Regions from separate parts of the Sus scrofa genome. Here all the other regions are linked to region 1. The links are chromatin contacts, called in public Hi-C and promoter capture Hi-C maps. All regions are on one chromosome and are shown on one strand. The core of a region is the stretch at or near the end of the contact, and the rest is flanking DNA. Distances in the headings are between cores, read along the strand shown. Region 1 overlaps ALOX5 (arachidonate 5-lipoxygenase). Region 2 overlaps NCOA4 (nuclear receptor coactivator 4). Region 3 holds the start of LOC100522401 (WASH complex subunit 2A).

Evidence for each region. Promoter capture Hi-C pulls out the DNA fragments that hold promoters and counts their contacts. A called contact is a pair of places that touch in the nucleus more often than the background predicts.
Region 2: a Hi-C map of liver shows a contact between it and region 1, with 4 times the contacts expected there. The contact joins two enhancer-like sites. A contact is called at or near these places in 5 of 47 Hi-C or Micro-C datasets (embryonic fibroblasts, heart right ventricle, liver and 1 more).
Region 3: a contact with region 1 is called in a promoter capture Hi-C map of fetal liver, with 5 times the contacts expected there. The contact joins the promoter of LOC100522401 here to the enhancer-like site in region 1. A contact is called at or near these places in 4 of 5 promoter capture datasets (fetal liver, fetal skeletal muscle and liver), 5 of 47 Hi-C or Micro-C datasets (fetal liver, heart right ventricle, liver and 1 more) and 2 of 2 datasets of contacts at active chromatin or transcription factors (alveolar macrophages and skeletal muscle).

What each region holds. Positions count from the first base shown.
Region 1 is chr14:90,864,973-90,869,774 of Sscrofa11.1, forward strand. ALOX5 (arachidonate 5-lipoxygenase) reads right to left here. Exons shown (of 15, transcript XM_021072736.1): 6 at 4,787-4,802; 7 at 2,822-2,968; 8 at 39-242. Among named protein-coding and RNA genes, the nearest start is that of ALOX5, 40 kb to the right of the region's middle. Within about 2 kb of position 2,214, at least 62 of the 83 cell types and tissues checked have an H3K27ac peak or open chromatin away from gene starts, as enhancers often do. A contact at or near this core is called in alveolar macrophages, fetal liver, liver and 1 more, where this site is marked.
Region 2 is chr14:90,517,320-90,522,121 of Sscrofa11.1, forward strand. All of the region lies in intron 1 of NCOA4 (nuclear receptor coactivator 4), which reads right to left. Among named protein-coding and RNA genes, the nearest start is that of NCOA4, 11 kb to the right of the region's middle. Within about 2 kb of position 2,497, at least 12 of the 83 cell types and tissues checked have an H3K27ac peak or open chromatin away from gene starts, as enhancers often do. A contact at or near this core is called in liver, where this site is marked.
Region 3 is chr14:90,580,253-90,585,054 of Sscrofa11.1, forward strand. It overlaps LOC100522401 (WASH complex subunit 2A), which reads left to right and starts at 2,147. Exons shown (of 33, transcript XM_003133111.6): 1 at 2,147-2,295; 2 at 2,384-2,506; 3 at 3,427-3,591. The coding sequence starts at 2,293.

The DNA of each region.
Region 1 (4,802 bases), core at 964-3,463:
TACCCTCTACAACGAGGTGAGGCAGTAGCTTGCCGTACCTTGAAAATGGGGTGCACAGCAGGCAGCTGGCGGTACATGGCGATACCAAAAACCTCAGACACCAGATGTGTGCGCAGAAGGTGAGTGATGGTCTGGTGGACGTGGAAGTCACTGGAGCGGACCCAGATTTTGGCCAGAAGCCAGTCATACTTTGCATCCGAAGGGAGGAAAATAGGGTTCTCATCTCCTGGGACCTGGTTGAGCTGATGCATTGGAGAAAGAAAACACATCGCAGTATTTTGTGGGAGAGACTGACCTCTCAGGAAATTCCAGGAGAATCCACATGTCTTAAACAGTGACCTTTGAATCACAAGAGGATTGTGGGGGAGGGCAGCGGCCCAGCATTGGTATTTCCTATCCCAGCTGCATCAGCTGTGGAACCCTGGACAGCTTAGCCTTTCTGAGCTCTGAGTTCACCATCTGTAATAAGGGGACAGTGTTTCCTTACCTCACAGTTATAGGGGGATTGAATGAAACGGCACGAAGGTGTCAGCAAGGAGGCCATGTGTGAAGGGGGTGCTGAGGCAGGTCCTCCATCTGATCCTGGTCTCTGCCCCTCCTTGCTGCTTCCACCCAATTCTCTGCTGCTGCTTTTGGGTCTCCCAACTTTGCCTTCCTCTGCTCTCCCCCAAAATGCTGCTGTTCCCCAGGCTCTGTCTTGGTGCTCCCGAATTCCCTTCTTGCCCTTGGTTAGCTCCTCCTGTTCCTAGGACTCTGGGGTTGGCATGACGCAGTGTCCCAGGTCACTGTCCTCCAGCCCAGACCTGCAGCCAGGTGCCTCCATAGTAGAGGCTGGCTTGTCCTCCCCTTTCCCAGTTCAACTCTACACTGAGGCCAAGGTGATTTTTCTTTCTAAAATGCAAATCATGTCAGGTCAATCCCTTCTTTAAAAACCAGTCACCTCTTAATGCCAGAAAATAGGTGCCCAAACTCCGTAATCTGTCCTCTGATGTACCTCATGTTTGACCCTCCCTGGCCACCAGTCCCTGGTCCCTAGCTTTGCCCATGACAACAGCCTCTTGCATTCCTGGGGCTCTCCCCCAGCGCCCCACACAGCCTCGCAACCTCACAGCATCGTGTCCTTCTCTGAAAGATGCGATGACTGAGAAGAAGCTCTGGGAGTTCAGCACTTGTGGGTGCTGCCAGGCGGCTCGCTTCTGGGGCCGCCAGTGCCAGGAAGGGCTGGCCCACTCGCAAGAAGCACCGTGGGGGTAAAAAGCGCCCCAGCCAGCACGGGCTCGAGGGGGGCCGCAGAGCAGCAGCGCAGCCCTCGCGCTCTCGGCTTCGGATCTCACCGGGGCGCGGCGGACGCCGGCTGGTGGCCGGACCCGGAGCTGCCAAATGCGGTCGCCAGGGGCCCTCGCTGTGCGCGCTGCTGAGCAGCGCGCCCCCCAGTGTTCACCTGGAGCAGAGAGACCCGGGAGGCTCTTACCTGGACGCTTCTCATTATTTACATGTTAATATGCTAGTAAACTCAAGCACAGTTTTACGAGGCGGAGGACGGGGCGGGGGGGGGGGGCGGGGAATCTGTCTCAGGAAGGTCCCATAGGGTCCTGCTCAGTTACAGCCACCGTAATAGAAGTAAAAAGATACAGGTGAACTTTATGTTAATAACGTAGTTGTAATCTACCCAATATCTCATTTCAACATGGAAATAAAAAAATTATTAATGGGATATTTGACATTCTTTTTTTCTCATTCTGTCTTCAAAATTCGGACGTGTACTTTGCACTCACAGAGACCTTGGTTGGGACTAACCACATTTCAAGGTCTCCAGAGCCATGGGTGGCCCCAGCTCCCACACTGGACAGAGTGGCTCTGGTCAGACCGCTCCTGCCTGCTCGAGCTTACCCAGGACAGAGCAGCGCATGGAGAAGAGCGAAGTCTGACCTACGCAATATTCTTGTTTGTTTACGAATGCAATTGGCTGTCAATCTTTAAATATCAATCATTTCTCATAAAAATTTGGATTAACAGGTTTTCTCGTAAAATTATAAAGTTCTGTGAGCACTGAAACCACTCCAGCCCGTTTTAAAGTCTCACTGTCCCCGCCCCTCCCAACGGCCCTCCCCTAGTGCCCATCCCCCAAGCCCTTCCCCCATTGCTGCCCCTCCTACTGTCCCGCCCCGCCCGTGTCATTCCCCTCTTATTGTCCCGCCCTTCCTCTTTCTGTTTCCACCATGCACAGCTCCGCCCCTCCCAGTGTTTGCTCTTTGCTGTTTTGCTCCGACAGCCTGGCCCCACCCACACTGCTTGCGCAGCAGGTGGGACGCCTACTATGCTCTGGTGCGTGCTTCACGGAGGAGGAGACCTGCTGCTGCCTGCTAGGGGCTGTACTTGTGCTATCTCAGTCCTAACTATGGCCCGGCAAAGCAGGTATTCCTTGCCATTCCCTTTTCACATTGGGGAGAAATTGAGGCTCAGAGTGGTTTAGACCAACAGAACAGTATTGAGAGGCCAGAAATAAACCCTATTTGTGGTCAATTTTTTTTTTTTTTCCTCTTTTTTGGCTGCCCCGGGGCATATGGAGTTACTGGGACAGGGATCAGATCCAAGCCACGGTTTCGGTCTACATGGCAGTTGCGGCAACACCGCATCTTGAACCCACTGTGCCATGCCGGGGATCCAACCTGCGTTCCAGAGCTCCAGAGCTCCTCAGACGCCATTGCGCCACAGTCGGAACACCAGAAAGCCCTAGATTCTCTCCACCCAGGAAATCCCCCCTACCCCTGGCTGCGGAGGGTGGAGCCGCCCTGCAAGAGAACAGGGTTGGGCAGCCTACCTGGATGGCGATGGGAACAATCTTATTGGCCAGATTCTTGTACAGCAAGCAGACCGGCGCGGCCAGGAACTGCAGAGTGCAGGGGTCTGTTTTATTGGCATCAATGCCATCCAGCAGCTCAAAGTCCACGATGAAAATGTTCCCTTGCTGCAGGAGGCAGGAAGAAATAGGTCCAAATCGGTTTCAGCCAGAGATGGACGACCCAAGATTCAGGCCCAGAGGGAGGGACGGACCGCTCTGCAGGCCCTGGAGTTCAGAACTTAGCGTTCTCTATCCTCTGACTCAACAGCTGATGGATATCAGTTTCCAAAGTTGGTGGTGGTGGTGGGGTTCAGTAAGGTGAACGAACGGAAGTGGCCACTTTCGCAAGTGCTGAACCTGCTGTCTGCCTGACCCTCATGAAAGATGTTGAAAGACTACCCAGAATGATAGTGTAAGAAGAAAGAACACAGAGTTTAGATGAAATAGATAAGCAGGTTTGAAGGTAGGAAGTTCTGCAGGGGTGGGGCCTACAGGGGCAGGTGTCCACAGGGTCAGGAGGGGGTCTTCAGGGCCAAGGGAGGTCTTTAGAGGTGGATCTTCAGGGGTGAGGGATGTTTACAAGGGCAAGAGGGAACCTGCAGGGGTTGGGGGGCTACTGTCAGAGTGGTGTGTTCTGTGTCTTGGTCTGAGGCTGGTGGCATGACAAAGTCACTTGGTATAAATTCACTGAATTTACTGCCACTCCTGATCCTGATTTGTGCCCTTTTCTATAAATATACTTCAACATAAACTAGAAACGTGCCTGGGATTTGGGGGAGGTAGAAAGCAGCCTTTCCCAGTCTACACTTGAGTCCCTTGATGGAGCCTAACCTGAGCGTCATGAGGGCTCCTTTCACAGGGCTGGGTCTGCTCAGGCCACAGCTGAAAGAGTTCATGGAGGGGACAAGAGGTGCTTCTTCTAAAGCCTTTTGTGTTTTTTTTGTTTTTTTTGTTGTTGTTGTTGTTGCTATTTCTTGGGCCGCTCCTGCGGCATATAGAGGTTCCCAGGCTAGGGGTCGAATCGGAGCTGTAGCCACCGGCCTACGCCAGAGGCACAGCAACGCGGGATCCGAGCGGCATCTGCAACCTACACCACAGTTCACGGCAACGCCGGATCGTTAACCCACTGAGCAAGGGCAGGGACCGAACCCACAACCTCATGGTTCCTAGTCGGATTCGTTAACCACTGCGCCACGACGGGAACTCCCCTTTTGTGTTTTAAGCAAGTAATGGAGGCAGGGGTTTCAGTCAGGCTGGGGAAGCAGATCCTGGGCTACAATGTGGTAGAGGCATGTCAGCAGGTCCTCAAGTGAGTTGGGTGTTCACGATTCCACCTACAGAGGGCGCGCTGTGGCCATTGTCACCGGGCTTCAGGAACCTTGGCTGAGGGGGACCAAACACCAGAGAGGCCTAAAGCCTGGCCACCATCTTCCTCTTTTTCAGACTGGAGGACCCTGGCAGTTGTCTGACACCAGCCTGAGCAGGTGTCTCAGCAGTCTGTCCGAGGCATATGGGACAAGGTCTGGGGAAGGAGAGGATGGTGCCCTTGGCCAGCCAGGGCAGAGGGAGGGTGTAAAACATCTCTCACGATGCCTGGCTCACAGCAGGCCCCTCATTCGAGAGAGCTCTTTTAATTATGATATCGATATTGAAAATATGGATATTATGCTCTCTGAACTGAGCATCATGGAAAAATATTACTCTCAATTCCTCTACCTGCGTTGGACGAGACAGTTTTCCTAAATGCTCAGGAAAAGGAAGAGACCACTGAGGGCAGCCAAATCTCGCTGTCAGCTAGGCAGATGAGCAGATGAGCCTGGAGATAGCAGCCTAGGGACCAGCGAGCATTGGCTGGTCGGAAGTGGTTTCTGCCTGATAGACTGCGACCTGGATATCTCAGCTGACTCTGGCCTGGGCCACCATCTTCAGCCAAGTGGGTCCTACCTCAACCTCCTGCTCC
Region 2 (4,802 bases), core at 1,247-3,746, 350 kb before region 1:
TCCCATCATGGTGCAGTGGAAATGAACCTGACTAAGAACCATGAGGTTGCAGGTTCGATCCCTGGCCTCGCTCAGTGGGTTAAGGATCTGGCATTGCTGTGAGCTGTGGTGTAGGTCGCAGACGTGGCTCAGACACCGCATTGCTGTGGCTATGGTGTAGGCCAGCAGCTATAGCTCCGATTGAACCCCTAGCCTAGGAACCTCCATGTGCCACAGGTGCGGCCCTGAAAAGACAAAAAAAAAAAAAAAAAAAAAGATGGAGATTTTTAACTGAAAGCTCTATATGAGTTAACAATATGCTGGATCTCAAGTGAAAACAACTTACTATTTCCATTTACCAAAAGAACAGCATTTGCCACAGGACTAATCTGTTCTATGTTTATTAGACTAATTCAGAAATTTCTGAACCACCACCTTTAAAGAGAATCATTTACAAAAAAGGAAAAAGCCTCGAAACCATGAAAAATTGCTCCAGGAAGGGAGACTGTTTAGTCCAGATAGAAGTAGTCTCTGGGAGGACAAGATTACCATCCTGGAGTATGTGGAGACCTGTCAAATAGAATTAGACTTGTTCAGAATTACCCAAAAGGAGTAGGGGAGGATTAACAGAAGTCATCTGTGTTCATATAAATGAACTTCCTAACCATCCTGAAGGCAATGACCTTCTCAGAGAAGCAAAGCCCCTTTCAGCTGAAGAGCAGTCTACCCAGTCTGCTCCAAATGGCTGACTGCTCATCTGAGACACAGGGAACCTGGGCCTATACTGCATCTTCAATCCAAAGTTTAGGGTCAGGTGGCTAGCTAAAAGCTGGAAAGGGCCAAACATAGTGCAATTCCCCACCCTCAGAAATAAAACAATGGGAGGAAGAAGCCCAGTAGGCTTTCTTTTGAGCATCTTATTCAGGAACTAGAGATCCTATAAAGAACTGAAAGATTCAGGAAATTTTCTGACTTCCTCTTGCTATTTTGTTGCCACAGTCTGTTTGCCCATTTTCATCTCTAAAACAGAAGGGCTTCATGAACCCAATTCAATAGGAATCCCCTTGGAGATTTTTGCCAACTCTTAAAAAACACCAAATGTAGCTATCTGATACTTTTTTACACTGTAAGCTGCCTTGTTTTAAGCACCCATTAGTGTACACTTGGTGCACGTTGTTGGAACTTTGAAAAATACCTGCATAACATGAGTGAAAAGCTGACTCATATTCCGAGAGTGGAGTATCACCTCATTACCAGAAATTACTTCATTTTGCACTTAAATTAGCTATGTGCAAAGCACGTTTAGCTGTTTTTCAAATGTATTAGCAACTTTTACCAGTGCCCAATTTTCCACCCGTAGGTCCTCACCTAAGGATTTATATGGAATGCCACAATGCCTAGCTCAGAGGAAAATTTAATCAGTAAAATTAAACAAAATGCTGCTTCACAATGTCAAAAGCCCTAGAGCTCTAGATCATGTGGAAGACAAATTCAAATGCCCATGGTACTAACTTACAGAAGTAAGTCTTCTCAAGTCAATCACAAGTACTATACAATTGCCTAACAAGAACAGAATATGACAAAAGTACATAAATTGGATTTTCCCCTTATCAGCTGAGAAAAGAAGGTAGGAGATTTAAAAGTTACAAAATGGATTTTTTACCCTACGTATTTATCCTTTGTTTTCAAATTAAAATGAAATAGGCATCTTATTAGAATAAGGGTCTTTAGAGCCCATTTGTTAGCCACTAAGAAAAACCTGTTTCAAAAAGAATTTGAAAGAGAATGGATGTGTGTTCCTGTATAACTGAATTAATTTGTTGTACAGCAGAAATTATCACAACACTGTAAATCAACTGTAAATCAACTACATTTCAATAAAACTTTAACAGTGAAAAAAAGAAAAAAGAACCTATTTAATTTCTTTATGCCAGTCCTGGGATGCCTGTCCCTTTGCTGCCCCTGCTGTGTGGAGCAGTCAAGGGGCAGTCAGCTTCCATAAGCCTAGATTCCAAGAAAGGAGCTGTGCAAAGGTCTGCCTTCAGTGAGGAGGAAGCCCTCCAAGCTGAAACCAAGAATTCCTCCACACAGGTGAATTCAAACCACCATAAAGTGAAGCCTGAGCTAGTTTTATAAAATGTCACATCCAAAGAGACTCAAATAAGTTATCTAGCTCACATGGGCAATTTCAACAATTTACCATTTGTTTCAGGTTAGACAACCAGTGTAACGAGCATGAGGGTTAAAAGATTACTCTGAGGTCTACAAAACCAGAATTCTGGCTTTATTTGCAAACTTGAGACACAGGAGCTAGACACTTAACCTTTTTGGACCTCAATATCCTCTGGGAAAAAAAAACAGAGACAATGACAGTAGCTACCAAGTGCTGCAGTGAAGTTAAAGAGAGACAACATCTGCCTATAATCACTTAACCCAGCCTCGTATACACCACATTTTTTAAGGCTTTTGCTGTTTTTGTTCTTAGGTTTAGCTGAGTTATGGGGACCTAAGGAACTTCAACCTTTGGACTACAGAAAACAGTACTGACGCTAGAAAAGGCTTTGAAGTGAGGACGCCCTGGCTTAGACTCATACAGCCATTAATCAATGCTATAACTTCGGATCATTTACCCTTTTTGAACCTAATGTCCTAATTATAGATGAAGATAACAATACCTACTTCATAGACTTAGGGGGAAGGATATTTAATAATAAACTAGCTCCCCATCTACACTCTCACTATTTAACATAGCAAAAGGCAAGTTGTTTTCATGGCAAAAACTCAATAGTCTAAACCCTCTAATATACACCAAGTATATACATTTTTTGCCTGTTTTCTTACCAGTGAAAAGACTGGATTTCAGCTCTAATTCTAAAATTCAAATCAATGAAAGACTACTAAAAATGTCTTTTTCTTTTACCTTTATAATCCGAACTACTGCTTTACCACCTTCAAAATTAGGGTGCCTTACACATGATTTTTTTTTTTTTTTTTGAGACAAGTTAAATGTCTAAGTGCTTTCTAAAACTTCCCTGCCCCTAGGATCCCTGTCCTAGGTTTTGGGGGAGGTAAGAAATCAAGAGGGAAACACACAGATCCTTCAAACAAATAAATAAAGCTCCAGGGAAACCTGGAGCTCTCCTTGAAGAGTTCTATAAACTATATATGCCCCTTTTGCACAATGCTTTGCACAAACCTAGTTATGAAATCCAAAGATCATGGAACCAGAATTGAGCAACGAAGTCACAAACGAAGCTAAGTACTTATCACAAGTTTAAAAATTTCCTAAGAGCTGTAACTCTCTTGTGACCAACACAATTTAAACCACAATTTAAAGTTGGAAAAAACCATAATGATCTCTTTAGAGACTACTCTCATTTTTATAAAAGAAACCACAAAGGCCTAGATACTTTAAATGACCATCTAAAGGGCCATAGCCATAAAAGGTAGATTTGTCTTTAGAACTAGGACTCTTAGGATCTAGTCCTGAATTCTCTCCCTCTGACCAGCTTCTTCTTCCTTTAGTTTATTATCATCCATAAATTATTTTTATTTGTGAACACTAGAGATTAAAACTAACATTCTACTCTTTTTTTTTTTTTTTTTTTGGGCTATTTCTTGGGCAGCTCCCGCGGCGTATGGAGGTTCCCAGGTTAGGGGTCCAATCGGAGCTGTAGCCACTGGCCCAGGCCAGAGCCACAGCAACGTGGGATCTGAGCCGCGTCTGCAACCTACACCACAGCTCACGGCAACGCCGGATCATTAACCCACTGAGCAAGGGCAGGGACCGAACCCGCAACCTCATGGTTCCTAGTCGGATTCGTTAACCACTGTGCCACGACGGGAACTCCAAAACTAACATTCTAATGGGTTACTATCAGAACAACTTTCATTAGGAATCTCAGTCCATTCTCACAGTTCTCAATAAATTATAACAATTTTTCAGAACCTTCTTCCTTAGATAATGCTAACAAAAATAAACAGTATTCTTGCATGTCATGATAGGCTCAGAATAACCAAAACACTTCCAAGTATGAAGGATAGGCACAAGAGCCCTGGGTTCTGATCTCACATCTTATCACAACCACTCTGCATTCCATTCGTCCCTCCGAATGAGGCTAAGACTACATGCCACTTCTTCTTTTTTTTTTTGCTTTTTAGTACCACACCCACGGCATATGGATTCCCAGGCTAGGGGTCCAATTGGAGCTACACCTGCCAGCCTATGCCACAGCCAGAGCAATGCCAGATCCAAGCTGCATCTGCGACCTACACCATAGTTCACAGCCACACCAGATCCTTAACCCACCGAGTGAGGCCGGGGCCGCGTCCTCATGGATCCTAGTCAGCTTCGATGAGCCACGACGGGAACTCCTGCAAGTCATTTCTGTTCCTTCCAGTCACACTGTTCCTCCCCCTTCCCACCGGGCCTTCCCCTCCAAAACAGATATCCACTTTTTACTTATTTTCCTAGCATCTAATTCACTGCTAGAAGACCAAGCCCTTAAAAAGAAAAAAGAAAAAAAAAAATCGTAGGAAACTTATGGTCTATGAATTTCTAAGTTTGAAATACAACTACCAATTTGGTTATCTCTGATGAAACAATATGTATAAGATCATTTGTACACATTTTCAGGGAAAAAAATTATAAATTATAGAATAATAGTCTGCAATTTCATTTGAGGCATTTCTTTACTTGGTAGGTTCTTTCTACTTATTCTCAGTTCAAAAAAATAAAAGGTTGTTTTTATATCAAAATTCATTAATTCAAAGGTTATAATATGTGTATCTTACCCTAGCCCTTTAATTCTTTAATAAGTAGT
Region 3 (4,802 bases), core at 897-3,396, 280 kb before region 1:
TTTTTTTTAGGGCCGCACCGGTGCCATATGGAAGTTCCCAGGCTAGGGGTCAAATCATATATATTTTTTAATGAATGTTGGAGAAGGGCTAGGAGGTTGGTAGACTGCAATTTAAAAATAAGGTTCTGGAGTACTCTTGCGGTGCAGTGGGTCAAGGATCTGGCATTATCACTGTAGAAGCTTGGGTCACTGCTGTGGTGTAGGTTTGATTTCTAACCCAGGAACTTGCATATGCTGCAGGCACTGCTAAAAAAAAAACCCCACAAAAACAAACAAACAAACAAACAAAAAACCAACAATGAAGTTCTCTTAAGAAACTAAGACTAGCTATAGTGTAACATAGTGGCTAATGGTGTAGGTTCCTGGCTCTGCTTCATTACTAGTTGTCCAACCCTGAGTAAGTTATTCTCTTTGTGCCTCAGTTTCCCCACTGTAAAATATGGGGATAACAGTAACCACCTCACAGAGTCATTGTGAGAATTAAATGAATTAATACATATAAAGCAGTTGATACATTATATGTGCTTCATAAATGTTAGACATTATTATTAAAAAGGATAGATAAGTAAATTACAATACACTTATGATAGTCTACGGTGAATATTTGTGTGAACCCTTAGAAAATAACTGAGGGGGGCATTTAAAATTATCCTTGGGAATTAGGGAAGTCTTCACTAGAGAGACAGAGGCAAAAACAATGGAAAGCTCAAGAGTTTGATAAACAGAGGCCACTGAGGAAGTGGTAAAATCTATGTTTAATGCTCACAGTATGGTAGGCATTGTGCTGTTTACAAATGTTACCACAGTTCCTGCAAAACATGTAACTTCCTTTTACTGAGGAGGAAAACTCATAAGGATTAAAATAACTTGCCCATGGGCACATAAGAATGGAAAGAAATGGAGTTCCGACTGTGGCATGGGCGTCGTGGAAGCCCTGGGACATAGGTTTGACACCCCGCCCCAGAGGATCCCAGGATGGCCAAAGGATCCCAGGTGGCCAGAGCTGCGCTTAGGTCGCAACTGCGACTCGATCTGATCCCTGGCCTAGAAACTCCACATGCTGTGGAGTGGCCAAAAAAGAAAAACAAAAAAACAAAACCGAAAAAGAATGGAAAGAAATAGGGATCTTCATTTTAAAAAGTAAGTTGGTCTGGAGGAAGAGGGACTCCGCAGAGGGAACTTCAAGGAAGTGTGAGGGGTCGCAGAACGCTGGTGGGGAAGCTGGGCACGTTGAAGAAGGATTCGTAGGCAGGAATCAGATATTAAAGGGCTTTTGCCTGTTATATGAGGAGTTTGAACTTGAATCTGAGGGCACTGGCTAGCGAGTAAAGGATTTTAAACAGTCACCATCCAGTAAATCTGGGCGCCTGTGCGCTGACCCCGCGACAGGCAGCAGAGATGCAGCAAGGAAGAGATGCAGCAGCGAGCTCTTCCTCTGCCCACCGCCTGGAACGTTTAAAACTCCTAGGCTGGTTCTCCCTTTGGCCCTTCTCTCTAAACATACCTCGCTGCCAGGCGTTTCCGGGCTGATCACACCCTGCCAACTGCCCTCTAGCTTAAAATGCAACCCGTCGGACGCACCCCTTCAGCTCCCCCTGGCGTCTGCACCCTTCCTTTCTCCAACTCCCGCCACCATAGCCCGGCTGCAGGCTTTTTTTCTTTTAGTGAAATAGATTTTTAAAAATTTACTTTATTCAAGTATATTTGCTTTACAATGTTTCAAATTCTGCTGTATAACGGTGATTCAGTTATACACACATTTTTTCATATTCTTTTTCTATTAAAGTTTATCACAGGATATTCAATATAGTTCCCTGGGCTATACAATAGAAGTTTGTTTTTTACACATTCCGTACATTAGTCACCATCTGCTAATCCCTAACTCCCCAGCCATCCCTTCCGGACCCCCCTCCGCAATCACAAATTCTCTGTGAACGTGAGTCTGTTTCATAGATAGGCTCATTTATGTCATATATATATCACATCTAAGTGATATATGATAGGTGTCTTTCTGACTTACTTCACTTAGTATGATAACTTCTAGGTCCATCCATGTGGCCACAGGCCTCTTAGAAGAGGTCTAGTGTCCCCAGCCGGCTTCTGCACCTTCCTTCCGGCAGTCCGGCAGCCATCCACTGCCGGTCACATGAGGGGCAGGTCACCGGCGCCGGGGTCATGTGATCTACAGTCACGTGCCTGAGGCACCACTGAGAAGTTCGGCTTCCAGAGACCTTCCAGGCTCAGCGGGTGCGTCCTGCGGGCCCTTGGAGCCCGTGAGGCTGCGCGGCGAGGATGGTGAGAGTGGCAGGTTGGGTGAGGGTTGGGCCCCGGCCCCCTCTGCCCTCCCGGAGCTCAGCGCCTCTTCTCGTCCTTCCCGCTGCAGATGAACCAGACCACCCCCGACCAGGAGCGGGCGCCGGCGTCGGAGCCCGTGTGGGAGCGGCCCTGGTCGGTGGAAGAGATCCGCAGAAGCAGCCAAAGCTGGTCGCTGGCGGCCGACGCGGGCGTGAGAGGCGGGCCCAGGGACGGGAGGGGAGGGCGACTCATCCGGGGTGATGCGGGAGGGAGGATGGGACTCCCCATAAACATCGACTTAACACATCTCTTCTTGCCCTCAAAAACTCCCCGGCGGCAATCCCCAGGCACTTGGGCGGTGGTGGGCCGGTTGTCCTTAGCCCTCTGAGCGCTCCCAAGCAGACAGCGGCCTGGACACCCGGCTGTTTTCCTCGTTGGGGTTTTCCAGACCGGCAACCAACTCCATCCTGAGCTGGGAAATCGGCTTCCGCCGCTCCGCAGGCTTACAATGGCATTACTTCGTCAATTCCATGTTGGGACCTGGACTGAGTGGGGCAGTAGAAAAACTAGTATATGGATATCCTTGAGTGAGACTTTTTAGCTAAGGGCCCACCCAGTAAACTGAAAATGGTCATTCCAAAGTCCCATTTGAAGTAGGATTTTTGGATAAAAGTAGTGGTTTGTTGTTTTGGCTTTCGTTTGCAATCCCTGTAGAATGACAACCAAACAGGACTTAAAAATTCCTCCCAAAATGAGATGGCAAGTATCCGTTGACTCGTTGCCGCTGTTTTGATGAACTTTCTTTTTTTTTTTTTTTTTTTTTAAGGGCCACACCCGCGGCATATGGAGGTTCCCAGGCTTGGGGTGGAATCCGAGCTGTAGCTGCTGGCCTAGGTACTCCACATCCACAGCCCTGACAGATCTGAGACACGTCTGCGATCTACACCACAGCTCAAGGCTGATGAACTTTCTTAATGTTTTTTGATGCTACTTGGTCATAAAGCTGTCAAAAGCAGAATCCCTTTTACATTCCAACACACACACACAAAAGGAAATGGGTTCTTTCCTGTTTTGATATGCAGAATAGATGTGTATAATATTGATACTACTGTATGTTTATTTTTTAAATAGCTGCTACAGTTTCTACAGGAATTCTCACAGCAGACTATCTCTAGGACCCATGAAATCAAGAAACAAGTGGATGGACTAATTCGGGAAACTAAAGCCACAGATTGTCGCCTGCATAATGTCTTCAATGACTTCCTTATGCTGTCTAATACCCAGTTCATTGAGAACGTGAGTCAGATTTATAAATAAATACTACTTTTAGGAGGAGCAAGAGCCATTGTAATACTCCATGATCTATTATTAGGTTCTCTACTAAATTTTGGTGGAAGTAGTGGTTCTTTATAATTAATGCCTCACCCCCTTTTTTATTAGTAAATTTTTTTAAGCCTTTGAAAAAACCTAATGATAAAATTTCCTCATATTCCAGTGTTTCCATCGGTTTTTGGTTTTGGAGTAGTCGGTGTTGTGCAGAATTGCATGACACTCCAACAAACCTTGTTATTGAGCATACTCTGTACGGAGCTGTACAACTGGTCTGATCCTCTGGGCACCAGTGTATTATTGATTGTATCCAATATTGATAAGTTATAGTAAAGTCGTGTGTGTGTCTACTTGGAATATTCCCAACTAACATTTTGTTATGATGGCTGAACCTATGTTGTTGTTGTTATTTCGCTTTTTAGGGCTGCACCAAAGGCATATGGAAGTTCCCAGGCTAGGTGTCTAATTGGAGCTATAAGCTGCCAACCTGCACCACAGCCACAGCAATGTGGGATCTGAGCTGAATCTGCGATGTACACCACAGCTCACGGGAATGACAGAGCCTCAATCCACTGAGCAAGGTCAGGGATCAAACCTCATGGATACTTGTCTGGTTCATTACTGCTGAGCAACAGGAACTCCAACGTTCTTTTAGTTTTTAAAAAACTTTTTAGGGAGTTGCCATTGTGGCACAGTAGGAATGAATTCAGCTAGTATGCATGAAGATGTGGGTTTGATCCCTGGCCTCACTTAGTGGGTTAAAGATCCGGCCTTGCCATGAGCTGTGGTGTAGGTTGCAGGTGCAGCTCCGATCCCATGTTGCTATGGTTGTGGTGCAGGCCAGCAGCTGTAGCTCTGATTCATCCCATAGCCCAGGAACTTCCATATGCTGTAGGTGTGACCCTAAAAAGACAAAAAAAAATTTTTTTTTAAACTTATTTTATTGGTGTAAAGTTGATTTACAATGTTGTATTAGCTTCAGGTGTACAGCAAAGTGAATTAGTCATACATAAAAATATATCCATTATTTTTTCCCATGTAGGTTAATTATGAGCTGTTGGGTAGATTTTCTTGTGCTTTACAGCAGGTTCTTGTTAATCATCTGTTTTATACTGTAGTGTATGTATTATTTCCACCATCCCAATGCCCCCCTTCCTCTAACTGTTTTACCTATATTA